Regions from separate parts of the Mus musculus genome. Here all the other regions are linked to region 1. Evidence: chromatin contacts called from public HiChIP or PLAC-seq data. All regions are on one chromosome and are shown on one strand. Each heading gives the region's core, a stretch centred on a gene start, on an enhancer-like site or on the middle of the called end of the contact. The rest is flanking DNA. Distances are from core to core; before and after follow the strand shown. Region 1 has its middle 22 kb from the start of Gm39622. Region 2 has its middle 44 kb from the start of 1110002O04Rik. Region 3 has its middle 16 kb from the start of Gm25634.

Region 1 (4,419 bases), core at 1,404-3,903:
ACCTGGTAAACCCAAAAACTAAATCTGAATAGACATGACCTCTTGAAGGCCCAAAAAGGATTCTCAAAGCCACTATGAAGACAGGCTTACAATGCAGAATTACAAAACATAATTAAGATCATTTACTGTGCCTGACAAACAGCAAATGTCACAAACAGAAGAATTGACCCTAGAGAAGCCTGACAGTGATTATAGAGTCATCTTAAAATTATTAGGGACATAAAAGAATTCAAAACGGGGCTGGTGAGATGGCTCACTGGGTAAGAGCACCCGAATGCTCTTCCGAAGGTCCAGAGTTCAAATCCCAGCAACCACATGGTGGCTCACAACCATCCGTAACGAGATCTGACTCCCTCTTCTGGAGTGTCTGAAGACAGCTACAGTGTACTTACATATAATAAATCAATAAATCTTTAAAAAAAAAAAAAAAGAAAAAAGAATTCAAAACGGGCTGGAGAGATAGCTCAGTGGTTAAGAGCACTGACTGCTCTTCTGAAGGTCCTGAGTTCTAATCCCAGCAACCACATGGTGGCTCACAACCATCTGTAATGAGATCTGACGCCCTCTTCTGGTGCATCTGAAGACAGCTACAGTGTACTTACATAGAATAATAAATAAATCTTTAAAAAAAAAGAATTCAAAACAAAAAAGGAATTTCTTTTAACTTTCAATTTTACCTATGTGTACGAATGTATGTCTGCGTATGTATATACCACCGGAATGCAGGGGTCCTCAGAGACCACAGGAGAGTGTCAGAGCCCCTCCTAGATATGAATGCTGGGGACAGGGAGAAACTTGGTCCTACAAGAGTAAGAAGTGCCCCTAACTGCTGAGCTACCTCTCCAGCCCCAACCCCAAGAGGTACCTTTTGGATGAACAGATCAGTTTGGAAAAGCAGCAAGGAGAATCTCACTAAATACAGCGCAGTGATTGGTGTGGGAAGTCTCGACACTTTGAGAGGCTGAGGCAGGAGAGGAGGCCTATGTCATCAGCCATCAACTAGCTGAAGGCTCCTTTGTTCTAACCAGAAAAAACTGTGGGTACACAGGAAAAGGCTCTCTATATTTTACTTTTAAAGATTATTGCGTACCCTCGGATCCATACCTGAGTCATATCCAAACTCCCAGGCCCAGTTCTGAAAACTGTGATCATGTGCTGCCGTGGTCTACTGAGTTCCTGGCCTGGCCCATCCCAGCACCACCTCCATACGCAGGTCTGCCTCCAGTCTCACAGCTGTCCTTGACTTAGCTCTAGCTACCAGGTCCTACCAGGCACACACACACACACACACACACACACACACACATACATACACACACCACAATTTTTTTTAAGAGAAAGTGTTAATCCCAAAGATGGAAGGAGAAAGACCACTGATCCAAATCATCATAGCCAGATTAATTCAAGCAAGCAATTAATAAAGCTTTTTTATTCATGTACACAGGCTACCTCCATAAGGCAGGGTTTGGGAGGTCAGCACTGGACGTGAGGAGGACAAGACTTTTATAGCTCAGGGGTAAGGGTTTTCCAAATGGGGCATTCGGCAGGCAAAACAGACAAGGTTACAGGAGCAGGACATACACATAACAAGCTAGCCACATGGACCTCCTGAAACAAAGATTGGTTGCACATGGTGTCATAGCAAGGTAGCCACCGCAACCCTTTTGAAACAAAGGTAGGATTGCAAGATGGTTATAACAACGTTTTGAAGCAAAGACTCAGTTGAGGTCTCCGGAACAGGTAGTAGAGAACCATTTGTAGTTAAGGTTGTAGGTGGGGCATAGCCCCGTCCTTGAGGAGCAGGACTTCATCTTATTCAGGATAGAGCTTAGTTTGTCTTTTCTACTAGATGCCTTTTAAGCCTAAAATGGAGGCAAGCTGGTTCTTCAGAAGGAAGGAAGGAAGGGAGGAAGACAGACAGACAGACAGATAGAAATGGGCAATCTCAAACTCCAGAACATCCATAGCAATTTGTCAAAGGGGCTGTGCTGTAGAAGCAGACTGTAACTGTAGGATCAGCCTATAGGAAAGAGAGAGCAAGAAATTCCCGTGATCAGGGACTTTAGAAACCACAGGCTCACACCTAATCAGCACAAGAGAGGCCTGCCTTTTCTCAACACCGGGTTCCTAAACCTTTCTGCGGAGTGAAATAGTAAAAGCAGCTTCGCTTCTGATGGCCTCTTTAATTTGTTTCAAAATGGGGGCTTGCTTCTCAGCTTCTCTGCTTCCACAGAACTCAGACTCATTCAGTCTGCCCCCACGTCCCACAGCCTCGTGATCCAAAAAGGGAGTGTTCTTTCATTTCTTACTTAAAAGTCTTTTCCAACTCAATCAGTTCAGAGGTAGAATAATGCTCCCTGACTCTCACGATTTTCTGTGCTGGGCCATTCATTATTAAGGCCCCATCTGTGTGCTGACTCATTGTTATTTGTCCTCTCTATTAAAGGTGGGACCTGGGCTATCTTTTGTCACTTTGCCTCACCATCCAATCAATTTCTCCCCTGGGTTCCAAGGCTTTAGATTTCAGGAAGGGGTCTTTAAATAGATCTAGCTTGTGCCCTCTTTTTCCTTTAGCATCCCAGCTGTAAGAAACAGAAAACGGGCACCTCTGTCTCATGTTCTCCTTTATCCAGTTTAAGCACCCCATCAAAGACTGAAGCCGAGGATGCCAGCTGCATCTCCATTTCTCGTTGTACGTTTTCCTTTACACACACAAGTTCCTGCAGAGCAGCCATCTGGGCCTCGGACATACTGTTGTGGGAAACTGAGGCAGGAAAACCTCTGTGCAACAGGTACACAAAGTGGAGGGTCCGAAGAATTTGTTTTGTGTGTGAGTTCAGTGAAGTCGCCTCCATAACCCCGTGTAACTGCACAGCAGTTCTTATCGTGCTTTAAGATTCCGCAGTGGGGCTGCAGAGATGGCTTAGCGGTTAGGAGCACTGACTGCTTTTTCAAAGATCCTGAGTTCAAATCCCAGCAACCACATGATGGCTCACATCCATCCATAATGAGATCTGACTCCCTCTTCTGGTGTGTCTGAAGACAGCTACAGTGTACTTACATATAATAAATCTTTTTTTTTTTAAGGTTTCTCAGCATCATTTTAAACTATTACAGCATTAGTAGGCTGAAATAGCTATCAGCCTTAGGTTTGTGCAACTAAGATCAAACAACAAGAAATTCTTCTCTTGTGGTAAGGCATTTTACAGGAGCAGACCAAGACTGCAGCGGGTAGGATTGTTTTTCTTTACAATGGGATAATTGCAGGCAGGTGTTTTACCAGCTAGCTGTATCTAACCACTTCCTCCAGGCGGACTTTGGGGCTGTGTTCCTGCCTTTTGTCTTTTTCTGACTTTATTTCCCCCTTCAGTATCTCTTAGAGTATAGAAGCGATGGCCATAAAGCCTCTTCAGCAGTTGCCAACACTCTCATTCCTTCTGTGTTACATTTTAAGAATGGTAAAATTTGTTCTAAACCCTCATCTTTTCTAGGGGCATCTCCATATCCCTACAGCAGACCCCACTCATCAAACAGGTGTGCAACTCCATACCGCATAAAAATGGCCACCCTGGGATTTTCTAGAAAGAAACTCCAGCTCTCAATGGTTCAGGTTTAATTATATTTCTCACTACCAATAGCAAGAACCATGCAATTGCCACCATAGCAAAAGGACTCACCAAACGCCAGGATCTCCCCCTTGGATGCCCCACACTCAGGCTGCTCAGTCAGCCCTTTTGTGCCTTGCTACCCAAAGCTAGGACCACTCAATTGCTCTTCCCAAACTCAACTGCCTTGCTACACACCAGTTTGTCCGATTAACATTTACTGAGAGATGCAAATGAACACCCACCCTACCCCACCCCCGCCCCCAGATGGACACTGATGACAGACCTAAGCAGGATTTCACCAAAGTCCAACTTGGTGAGTCCAATGATTTTATCAGACTTTCTTACAGAGCATTGGCAAGGGGTTACTTACAGGAATGCGGATGGACACATCCCACTAAAAGGTAACTGCATCCATACAAAATGCCATTCCGTTATGGGTGGCAACCTCGTAGAAGCTGATTACGGAACTCCATCTTTAATCAGCATTTCACTTTTCTGTGTGTTCTAGCATCTTCCAAGATCTCTTGCAGTTGGAGTGGAAGGAGCAGAAGTAATGGCTGAACTCCCTATCTGGTTCCTGACCCGTCCACCTTCCCACCCACCCCCAACCCCCACCCCCGCAGGGAATGTCAGTGGCTCCCTTACCTTTACAGAAGTTCTAGCTGCCACTCGCCCATTCTGATCTAGTCTTCTTGGCTATGAGGCAAAGTCCAAGAATCACACCTTATTATGCGCAGAGAGGAAGCACCATATAACACACACACCCTTAGGTACTCATGAATGGATGGATCCCTCCATAACTGGGAACCTG
Region 2 (4,213 bases), core at 691-3,190, 160 kb before region 1:
CTCCAGAGGACCCCATGGGTTGGCTCTTTTAGGGCTAGCTGTTCTTGCCTCTGCCAGTCCCACAGTTCCCACTTAAATGAAATGATGCCTGGCAACAGTTTCCAGCATGGGCCGGGGCCGGGGGGGGGGGGGGGGGCATTCCAGTGCGCGCAAACCCATATGGCATAAACTGCAAAGAGACCCTCTCTCCAGGCCAATCCCTGCAGTAAGTCTGAAAGAAAACCCTGAGCTCAGACAACTCTGACCCTCAGAGAAGGCTTCCTTGTCCTGCACTTGTCCACACTGACTTTTGCAGTCTCTTCAATGCTCTGCAGCCACTGCTGAGGCGGCTGACACATCCCAGCAATTAGCTGTACGCCCCCAGGAAAAGGCGGCAGTCTGCACGTGTCTAACACATCTTGATAAAGCCATCTGCAGACGAAGGAAAGTTTACACAGGTGTCAGCACCGTTTACAGAGAAAGTTTACGGGGGCGTACGAAGCTGCATGGGCACCCACAGATGCCTGAAAAGCAAGTGGCCACAGGGTTTCTCGTTTGGATGTCCAGGGGCAGGGGATTGGAGGCGGGGGGGGGGGGTGGTGGTGCGGGGAGCGCCGCTGGATGGGAACAAAGAGAAAACAAGCACACCGTTGCAGCCAGATGGTGTGGTCCCCAAGCCATTTGCTGCTCAGATGGACAGGGCAGAGCAGGCAAAAAGCCAGGACTCTAGCTGCTATCAGTTGGCTTCAACTAGACTGTAACACCAACCCCCAAAGATCGGCTACTCAGCCTGAGTCTTCGCAGAGGTCCAAAGTTTTCAGCCCCTTTTCAGATGTTTTTGCATCTCCATTGTGGAAAAAGCCAGTTGGTGTGGGCCCTGGCGCCAGCCGTTCTGTAGCCATTCGGGGGCTTTCCACTCTTGCAAAATGATGGTCGTACTGTTTATCTGCCCGCTTTCAAGTTCCAGGGCTTTCTGGGATTATCTTGTCTAATGCCGTGTTCTCCTTGATCCTCGATGTCCTTAGAAGTTTGGACCTTTCTAACTCCTTTCCCTGCCTTTTGTCAATGAAGTCAGTGACAAAGTACATTTCTTTACTTTCACTCACAGTGGTCGGAGGAGTTGCCTTGTTGCCTTGTGGGGTTCCCATAATCTTTTAGGGAACTTGACTTACATAAAACCATATATCTTTGGCCATGAAAGAAGACAATTTCAGGGTGAACCAGCAAGAAAGAGAACTAGGGGGTTATTAAAAGACATCTTAACATGAATTTTAAGCATAGGGGTTAATAGAAAAAGAGGCTTTCAGGAAGAAATTGTGGTGTGCCCAGGAGTACGGAAAGAGCCCCATTTACAATTGCTACTAGTCATCACCTGTAGCAGTTAGGTGATTCTCAAGTTACTCCTCTTGTAAATGGGGCGGGGCAGGGCGGGGCGGGGGGTGGGGGCCTCTGGAGGTGCCCTGGATGGAATTACAATCAGCTAAAATAAAACCAGGAGAGCAGAGTTGCCCCCGGGAGTTAAGACACAGCCTTTCCCTGTCAAAGTTTCTGATGAGCATCTTAGAAGACTGCAGTTTCCAGCTGGAGAGGAAGCCAGGCCTTAAAAACTAATTGTGTTGGAATTCTTGAGTCTCAGCTGGTGAAACACCTCCACCAGACGCCAAGGCGAGGGAGGGAGCTCCCACAATGCCCCTTGTTTTCTTTCCTACTCCACTTCAAACAAAAAGTTGATAAAAGATACAGTCCTGGCTCAGTTCAGTTTCCTGAGTTTCGATCCATCCCCTTCCTGCCTCTTGTAGCATCTCTAGAGAGCATTGGGCTGATCCGGTGGCCAAGCCAGCATGCGCGCGCGCGTGTGCACACACACACACACACACACACACACAGGTACACAGTGTAAGCCAAGACACACACACACACACAGGTACACAGTGTAAGCCAAGCCCTTGGACCAGATACCAAGGGACTCAAGTGGAGCTCAGAGGTAAGACGACTCATCCTGGGGAGAGCAGCTGGGGACGTGCAGCTTCATGTGGCAGCTGTGAAGGAGAGCACGTAATACAGATCCTTCCCGGGCCCCTTCTGCCAAACTAGGGCAGTGAGGGCCACCAAACCTGCAGCCCATGGCCTGCATGCAGCCAGACAGAGTGATGAATGCCACCTAACACAAAACCATAAACTTAGAGCATTCTGAAATTAGTTCTCACGGTGATTGTTTGGTTGGTTTTGTTTTGTTTTGTTTGTAGCTCAATGGAATGGATCCCCGGTGTCCAATTGTAGACAACAATACTATTTCAAAACAGCAAAAGGTGGACACACCAGGGACTCACTCCTCCAGGTAGGGAAACTGAGGCCCTGGGTGGCTGGCCAGGCTTGCACCTTCCTTACAGGCCTATCGACGTATTATCTCTTATTACTCTGAGAATCCTGTCTTCCTGTGTCCTCTGCCCCCCCACCCCCCGTGTCTCCTCCTCCCTGCCCTTCAGCCACAACAGGTGCCTGTCCCTGCTAAGTCAGACCCAGGACACACTGTCTGGTCAGCTAGAGGCCTGTTCTGGGCGTCCTGTAACTCAGACAGCACCTCCATTCTTTCTTGCCTCCATGTCTGACCCAGGGACCTACATGGTGGTCCATACTTCAGAGGGGAGCCTTTTGCCAGCCAGCCAGCCAGCCAGCCTCATGAAGGCTGCCTTCTACCCCAACACCCTGATGTCAGGTGGCTGTTAGTTCTGACTCCTCTGCCCACCTCCCTCACCTCACCTTTCTGAACTCCTCCACCTGAGCTCCTGCCTCCCCCTTCTACTTTCTCTTCTGCTTTCAGATGCTGCTGCCTCCCTCTACCTTTGAAGGGGGGGGGGGGGTAAGTATCCGTAGGCGTGGAAGCCAGTTTCTGTGACGGCCTAGGCAAAATGCCTGGGCCGCCTGTCATGTTTGATTTCAAAAGATAATTCTATTTTGAGCAAAAGAATAATGAAAAGACTTCCCCGGCTGTCCTGGAAAGAACTCTCTTCCTTCTCCTCCGAAGCCTGCGTTCCCCCAGGCACCCTAGGCATCCTGGTTGCCACAGTACCTGTGCCTTTCCTGGTACTATCCTCACCAGAGCCTCTGCCAGCACTGACTGGTCCCTGCCCTCAGTGAGGCCTTGGAACTCCTCCCCTCAGGAAAGCCAAGGATCTTTCCTCCTTAGCACCCACCCAGAATCTTTCCCTTGAGTCCCATCCTGCTGGCTGCCCCTGCCATTGATCCTAAGGCTCTCTGTGCTAGCACATTCAGGGAAGGCTGGTATATAGAGACCCACAAGCAGCACTTACTAAATGAAGGAGCCATGTAACTGGACTGACTCTTACCAGCCCTGAAATAGACAGGATGGTGGGGCTTCTCATTGGTGGGTTAATTAAGAACAGAAGTTACACATAGATAGTGGATGCCCTGCTGGGAGTTTTCCCTACAAACCTGAAATGCATGAAGAACTCAACGTACTGTACCATAGTGTAGGGATTTGGGACCTCCAGTCAGCCATTGACCACACCTGTCTCTGGCTCCAAGCCCCAGCTCAGTCTACTGCAGATGCTTTCGCCAGAGGAAGTAAGATCTCTTTGATCCAATGTGCATGGCAGGAGCTGGAAGCAACAGGAAGGTCTAAGCCACAGCTTTTTCCCCAGGGCACCTGTCCTGGCTAATTTTAGGTTAATTTGACACAGGCTAGAGTCATTTGGGAACCGAGAGCCTCAATTGAGAAAATGTCCCCACCAGATTGACCTGTGGGGCATTTTCTTGATTAATGATTGATGTGGGTATGCCCAGTCCACAGTGGGCGGCCCCACTTCTGGGCCTGTGGTCCTGGAAATGAGACTGAGCATGTCCTGCTGAACAAGCCACTAAGCAGAGTTTTTCCATGGTCTCTGCTTCAGTTCTGGACCCAGCTTCCCTCACTGATGGAGTGTTAAGTTGAAGTAAACCCTTTCCTCCCCAAGTTGTTTTTCGTCATGGTGTTTTGTCAGAACAATAGAAACCCGAACAAAGCTGTCACCCAACAACCCAAGGGGAAAAGCCTGCTGTAGCTGGCTTGGATCTTGAAAGCAGCAACAGGGGAGCATGCTCCTTCCATTTCCTAGCAGCAGTCAGTCAAGAAACTAACCCATCTGCATAGCCCCTGAGAGAAAAGAACCCGTGATTTTCAGCTGAAACCCATTGAGCAGAAAGAAGGAAGGTTGTTGGGCCCTTGTGTCATTCA
Region 3 (4,578 bases), core at 1,169-3,668, 210 kb before region 1:
TATAAAGCATAAAGTAAGGCAGCCAACTCCTTATCAAGAGGTTTCTACCTTAGATTATACAAACTATTTTCTGCATGGTTTTACATGCTCATTGGTCTCTAGAATTATTTCTTTCTCCAGTAGCCCCTACTTCTCTCTCTCTCTCTCTCTCTCTCTCTCACACACACACACACACACACACACACCACCACCACCACCACCACACCACATAAACACACACACACATGTGTGTGTATGTATGTGTGTGTATTTATGTGTGTAAGAACACATGCATATGAAGACCAAAGCCCACTTCAGATGTCACTACTCAAGAACAATCCATCCACCAAAACCCAGATTTACCAGTTGTGCTAGGATAACTGGCCATCACATCCAGGAAAACCGCCATCATCTCCTCGCCCAGCACTGGAATTATTATGAGCACATGCCATCACATCTGGATTTCTACATGGGCAAATGATCAACCATAGGTCCTCGTGCTTGTACAACAAACATTTTGCCAACTCAGCCGACTTTTAGATTCTCATTAGGCATAGTCCATCCCTTTGATCAGACATCTTCAGGCTGAGGGAGAATTTATAACCCAGGACTACAGCCAGGGCTTGGTAAGGGTGGCCATCAACTCTTGTCTTTCCAAGAAGACAGCAGCACCTCACTCTCAGTATTAGGTGTGAATTCTGAGAGTATCTCCCATCCTGTATCAGACTCAAAACCAATGCTGACCTAAGAAGCTCTCCAGGGGTGTGGAGCCCTGGGCTCCTTCAGTGAGCTGCTGTGGAAACCAGCTTGGGGGGGGTGTTAAACTTGGTCATCCAATTGACTGCACTTGGAATCAACTATAATCCAGATTTCTGGGCCCTCCTCCGAGGGGTTTTCTTAATCAGATTACTTGAAGCAGAAAGACTCGTCCTAAATCTGGACCACACATTCTAGTGGCAGCAAATAAGAGGAAAAGACAGAAGAAGATGACTTTATTTTTTTTCTTTTAAGTCAAAATATAATGAGATCATTTCCTCCCTCGCCCATGTCCTTGTTCTTTCTCAATTTCATGACCTCTGGCCTTCCTACCCCCTTCCCCTCACACGCAACCAGATGAATGTAGCGTTCAACCCTCAACAAAATCTTGTATTTGCAATCTACAGAATCGTTACCTTCCCAGTGCTTGCCCTCACTTTAGCTGGCAAGTTCTGGATGAAGCTGAAGCACTCCTTCACAAGAATTAGAGACAACTTTTGGGAGCTTCCAATATAGACTGAAGACCAGCAGCTCTCTGGGAATCCTCTAGGACTCCAGTGCATAGGTTGGAGGTACTGAACATCAAGTGGATTCTCAGCCTTTCCACTGGATTGCCTAGACCAACAGGTATATATGGCTTATTATATATGATGTATATGATATATATGATTTATATGATATGTTCATGTGTGTATATGATATATATACGTGTGTATATATGATATATACATATATGCATATATATGTGTGTGTGTATATATATCAGTTCTAAAGGAATAGAACTAAAAGAATGAGTTGGATGAATATATATGTATATATGTATGTATATGTGTGTGCATGCATATGTATGTATGTGTATATATATATATATATATATATATATATATATATATATATATATGTATTCCATTCATCCACCCATTCTATCAGCTCTATTCCATTAGAGAACCCTGACTAATATACCAGCTGACCTTCAGAAAGGGCAGGATGGTGAGTCTTTGGCCTAAGCTAATTGGACTTAGTTTTTCTATCCTAGTGCACAAATTCTGATACTACTTTTCCAGCACATTTACAGTTCGGTCCTATATTTTTAATGTAGGTCTAACTCTGCATCCATAATTATTTCCTCAGGCTAAATTCTCAGGCACTGAACTACAAAGTCAAGGGTTTTATGTTGAAAGCTTAGGATGGGAATGTCAAACTGCCTGCAGAAATACTGGATCTCACAGTGTGAGAGCCCTCTCCTCACCTCACCACCACAGAACAGTTATGACATTTTTAAAGGTTTTCTGATGTGGCAGGGAAACTAATCCTGAATTCAAATATATGCAGTGTGTAGACTTCCTGACGCTGGATTAGACCTGTACCCCACACTGCATGCCAGGTGGCTCTCCTGCCCTGGTGCTCAGCAGTACACCACAAACAGGAAAGGTCCTGGAGCCTGTTTGGATCTCAACTCCATCCAACCCCAAGTTAACCTGGACTGGAAATGGGATATTTGAGGATAGTTGCTGCCTTAAAGCATCTAAACCTCCATTTTTAGATTTGTATGAAGCAACAGATGAGATGAGATGAGATGAGATGAGATGAGATGAGATGAGATGAGATGAGATGAGATGAGATGAGATGAGATGAGAAAACCATGCCCTCTGTGGCATGTCTTGAAGAGCACACATCTAGTTTGGAGGTAGGATTTTGATAGACAACCACAGGGCACAGGTGTGTTCCAGGGGTTGTTATTGTATCCACTTCAAGGTAGCCATGTTTTTCTGGGTGGAGTTTACAAGTTAGGGTAAAAGAGGAAATGCATGCCGGGACATCTGAGGACAGCTGCTTGGCTCAACTGTGGCCCAACTGTGTATTCCTCTACCCTAGTTCTTCAGTGCCCAACCTGGCCCCTAAATAAACGCAAAGACAATCTACTGAAAGAGTTTTCAGGCAGCCCTAATGCCTCACATTCCAGCCCACTGATGAGGCGTTATCCTTCCAGTAAATTGATGCCCTTGGTATGGTGGCACCTTTGCAGACAGGAGACAGAGAGACCTGACTCATCTTGTGGCCATGTCTCTGCGTGGACTCAACTCATCTGGTGCTTCTAAAAGGCATGGATCAGAATCCGCAGGACCCAGTGACTACTTGTAATAGTGATTGTGGACTTGACAGGCTCTGCATCACCTAGGAAACCAGCCTTCTCCTTGGTCTATAAGGTGTCCTGGTCCCCACACACCAAATAAATACAAGATAAGGTGATCAGGGAGAGTCCTCATAGGTTGTAAGTAGTCCCCTGCCTTGGGAGTGACTAAAGAGCCTCCTCTGATGAACCTTGCCCCCTCCCAGACACCTCTGCTCATCTACAGAAGCAAGCCTGGGATGTGCTGATCTTGAAAGTGTGGGCCCTCCCTCCGCCTCCCCCTCTCCCTTTCCAATTTGCCTCACCCTTTCCCAGTGTCTGAATACAGTTAATTAGGAGAAAACACCTGCTAATTGTGCATTTCCTCTTCCTCAGACTTTCTCCCACCTCACAGTTCATGTTGGGCATTTACTCAGTCTTTGTGGATCACTTTTTAATGTTTTAAACCTTTGATGTTAAAATAATTACTGATTCACAGGAAGCCTCTAAAAACAGCGTGAGGAGGTCTTCTGCACCCTTCCTTCGGCTTCCGGAACAGTCCTATTTTCTATAGGCTAATCTAACATCAAAGCCAGGGAAGTGACATTGCTCTAAAGTGCACAAACCATTCATTCACTCTATGTCCTTCTAGCTCATGGCTGGAGTCCTATCACAACCATGATTGGGACTTGGGACTTTGGACCGCAGTTACCAGCTTTCTTGATGTAACAAAAAAACACCTGAGCAATCTAAAGCAAGAGTTTATTGGGGTCTATAGTTTGTGGGTAAATCATGGTGGCGGGGATGTGAGGTGGCTGGTCACCTTGAATGGTGAGATAATCTATGTCAGGGGTTTTCAACCTTCCTAATGCTGCAGCCTTTTAATATAGTGCCTCATGTTGTGGGGACCCCCTCAACCATAAAATTATTTTTGTTGCTATTTCATAGTTGTGATGCTGCTAATGCTATGAATTGTAATGTAAATATCTGTGCTTCTCAGGTGGTCTTAGGTGCCCCCCTGTGAAAGGCTTGTTCAACCCACAGAGGGGTCGCGACCCACAGATTGAGAACCACTGATCTAGACGGGAGGGAGAAGAATTTTGGCTCAGTGTTTTGGAGATTTCAGTCCATGGTTGTTCTTGGGTCTGTAATTGAATAGCTTAGGATAATGAGGAGCATGTGATGGAGGAAAACTCCCCACTTCATTGGATCCAAAGTATTGGTCCCCCCCCCCTTTTTTTTCTTCAATCAAATACCTAACAAAAAGCAACTTAAAGGAAGGATTTATTCAGTGCACAGTGTCATGGCAGGGGAGCATTGCAGCCAGAGCTCCAGCATCACTGTAGGAGTATATGGCTGCTCACATCACAGTAGACAGAAGCAGAAAGCATAAATGCAGTGCTCAGAAGGACACACACACACAATTAATTCAGTCTGGACTCCAAGTCGAAAAGATGATGCCATCCACCTTTAGGGTCGCTCTTTCCTCTTTAAGTAATCATCTCTGGGAACATCCTCAGAGATATGGCCAGAGGTGTGACTCCTTGTTGATTCTAAATTAACCAAGATAATATGAAGATTAATCATCATGTTTAGGAGAGGTGTTGGGGGTGGGGAGAGTAAAGAGTTCTAGAACTGTCTTTGAGTGCATGCCTCTAATGCCTTAGCCCCTATCAACAGGCCCTGTTTCTTAAAGGTTCCAGCAGGCTCCAGGAGTGCTACCACATAGAACA

What was found. HiChIP or PLAC-seq counts read pairs in DNA pulled down with a chosen protein or histone mark.
Region 2: a contact with region 1 is called in an H3K27ac HiChIP or PLAC-seq map of T-cell acute lymphoblastic leukemia, with 2.9 times the contacts expected there. The contact joins two enhancer-like sites. A contact is called at or near these places in 1 of 15 datasets of contacts at CTCF or cohesin (embryonic stem cells), 6 of 484 Hi-C or Micro-C datasets (the G1E-ER4 cell line, conventional type 1 dendritic cells, embryonic stem cells and 1 more) and 4 of 115 datasets of contacts at active chromatin or transcription factors (T-cell acute lymphoblastic leukemia and embryonic stem cells).
Region 3: an H3K27ac HiChIP or PLAC-seq map of T-cell acute lymphoblastic leukemia shows a contact between it and region 1, with 2.5 times the contacts expected there. The contact joins two enhancer-like sites. A contact is called at or near these places in 3 of 39 promoter capture datasets (the C10 cell line, embryonic stem cells and liver), 1 of 484 Hi-C or Micro-C datasets (cerebral cortex) and 3 of 115 datasets of contacts at active chromatin or transcription factors (T-cell acute lymphoblastic leukemia, embryonic stem cells and microglia).

The regions. Positions count from the first base shown.
Region 1 is chr1:35,980,273-35,984,691 of GRCm38.p6, forward strand. No RefSeq gene overlaps it. Among named protein-coding and RNA genes, the nearest start is that of Gm39622, 22 kb to the left of the region's middle. Within about 2 kb of position 2,654, at least 9 of the 459 cell types and tissues checked have an H3K27ac peak or open chromatin away from gene starts, as enhancers often do. A contact at or near this core is called in T-cell acute lymphoblastic leukemia, where this site is marked.
Region 2 is chr1:35,823,996-35,828,208 of GRCm38.p6, forward strand. No RefSeq gene overlaps it. Among named protein-coding and RNA genes, the nearest start is that of 1110002O04Rik, 44 kb to the right of the region's middle. Within about 2 kb of position 1,941, at least 17 of the 459 cell types and tissues checked have an H3K27ac peak or open chromatin away from gene starts, as enhancers often do. A contact at or near this core is called in T-cell acute lymphoblastic leukemia, where this site is marked.
Region 3 is chr1:35,774,958-35,779,535 of GRCm38.p6, forward strand. No RefSeq gene overlaps it. Among named protein-coding and RNA genes, the nearest start is that of Gm25634, 16 kb to the left of the region's middle. Within about 2 kb of position 2,419, at least 1 of the 459 cell types and tissues checked has an H3K27ac peak or open chromatin away from gene starts, as enhancers often do. A contact at or near this core is called in T-cell acute lymphoblastic leukemia, where this site is marked.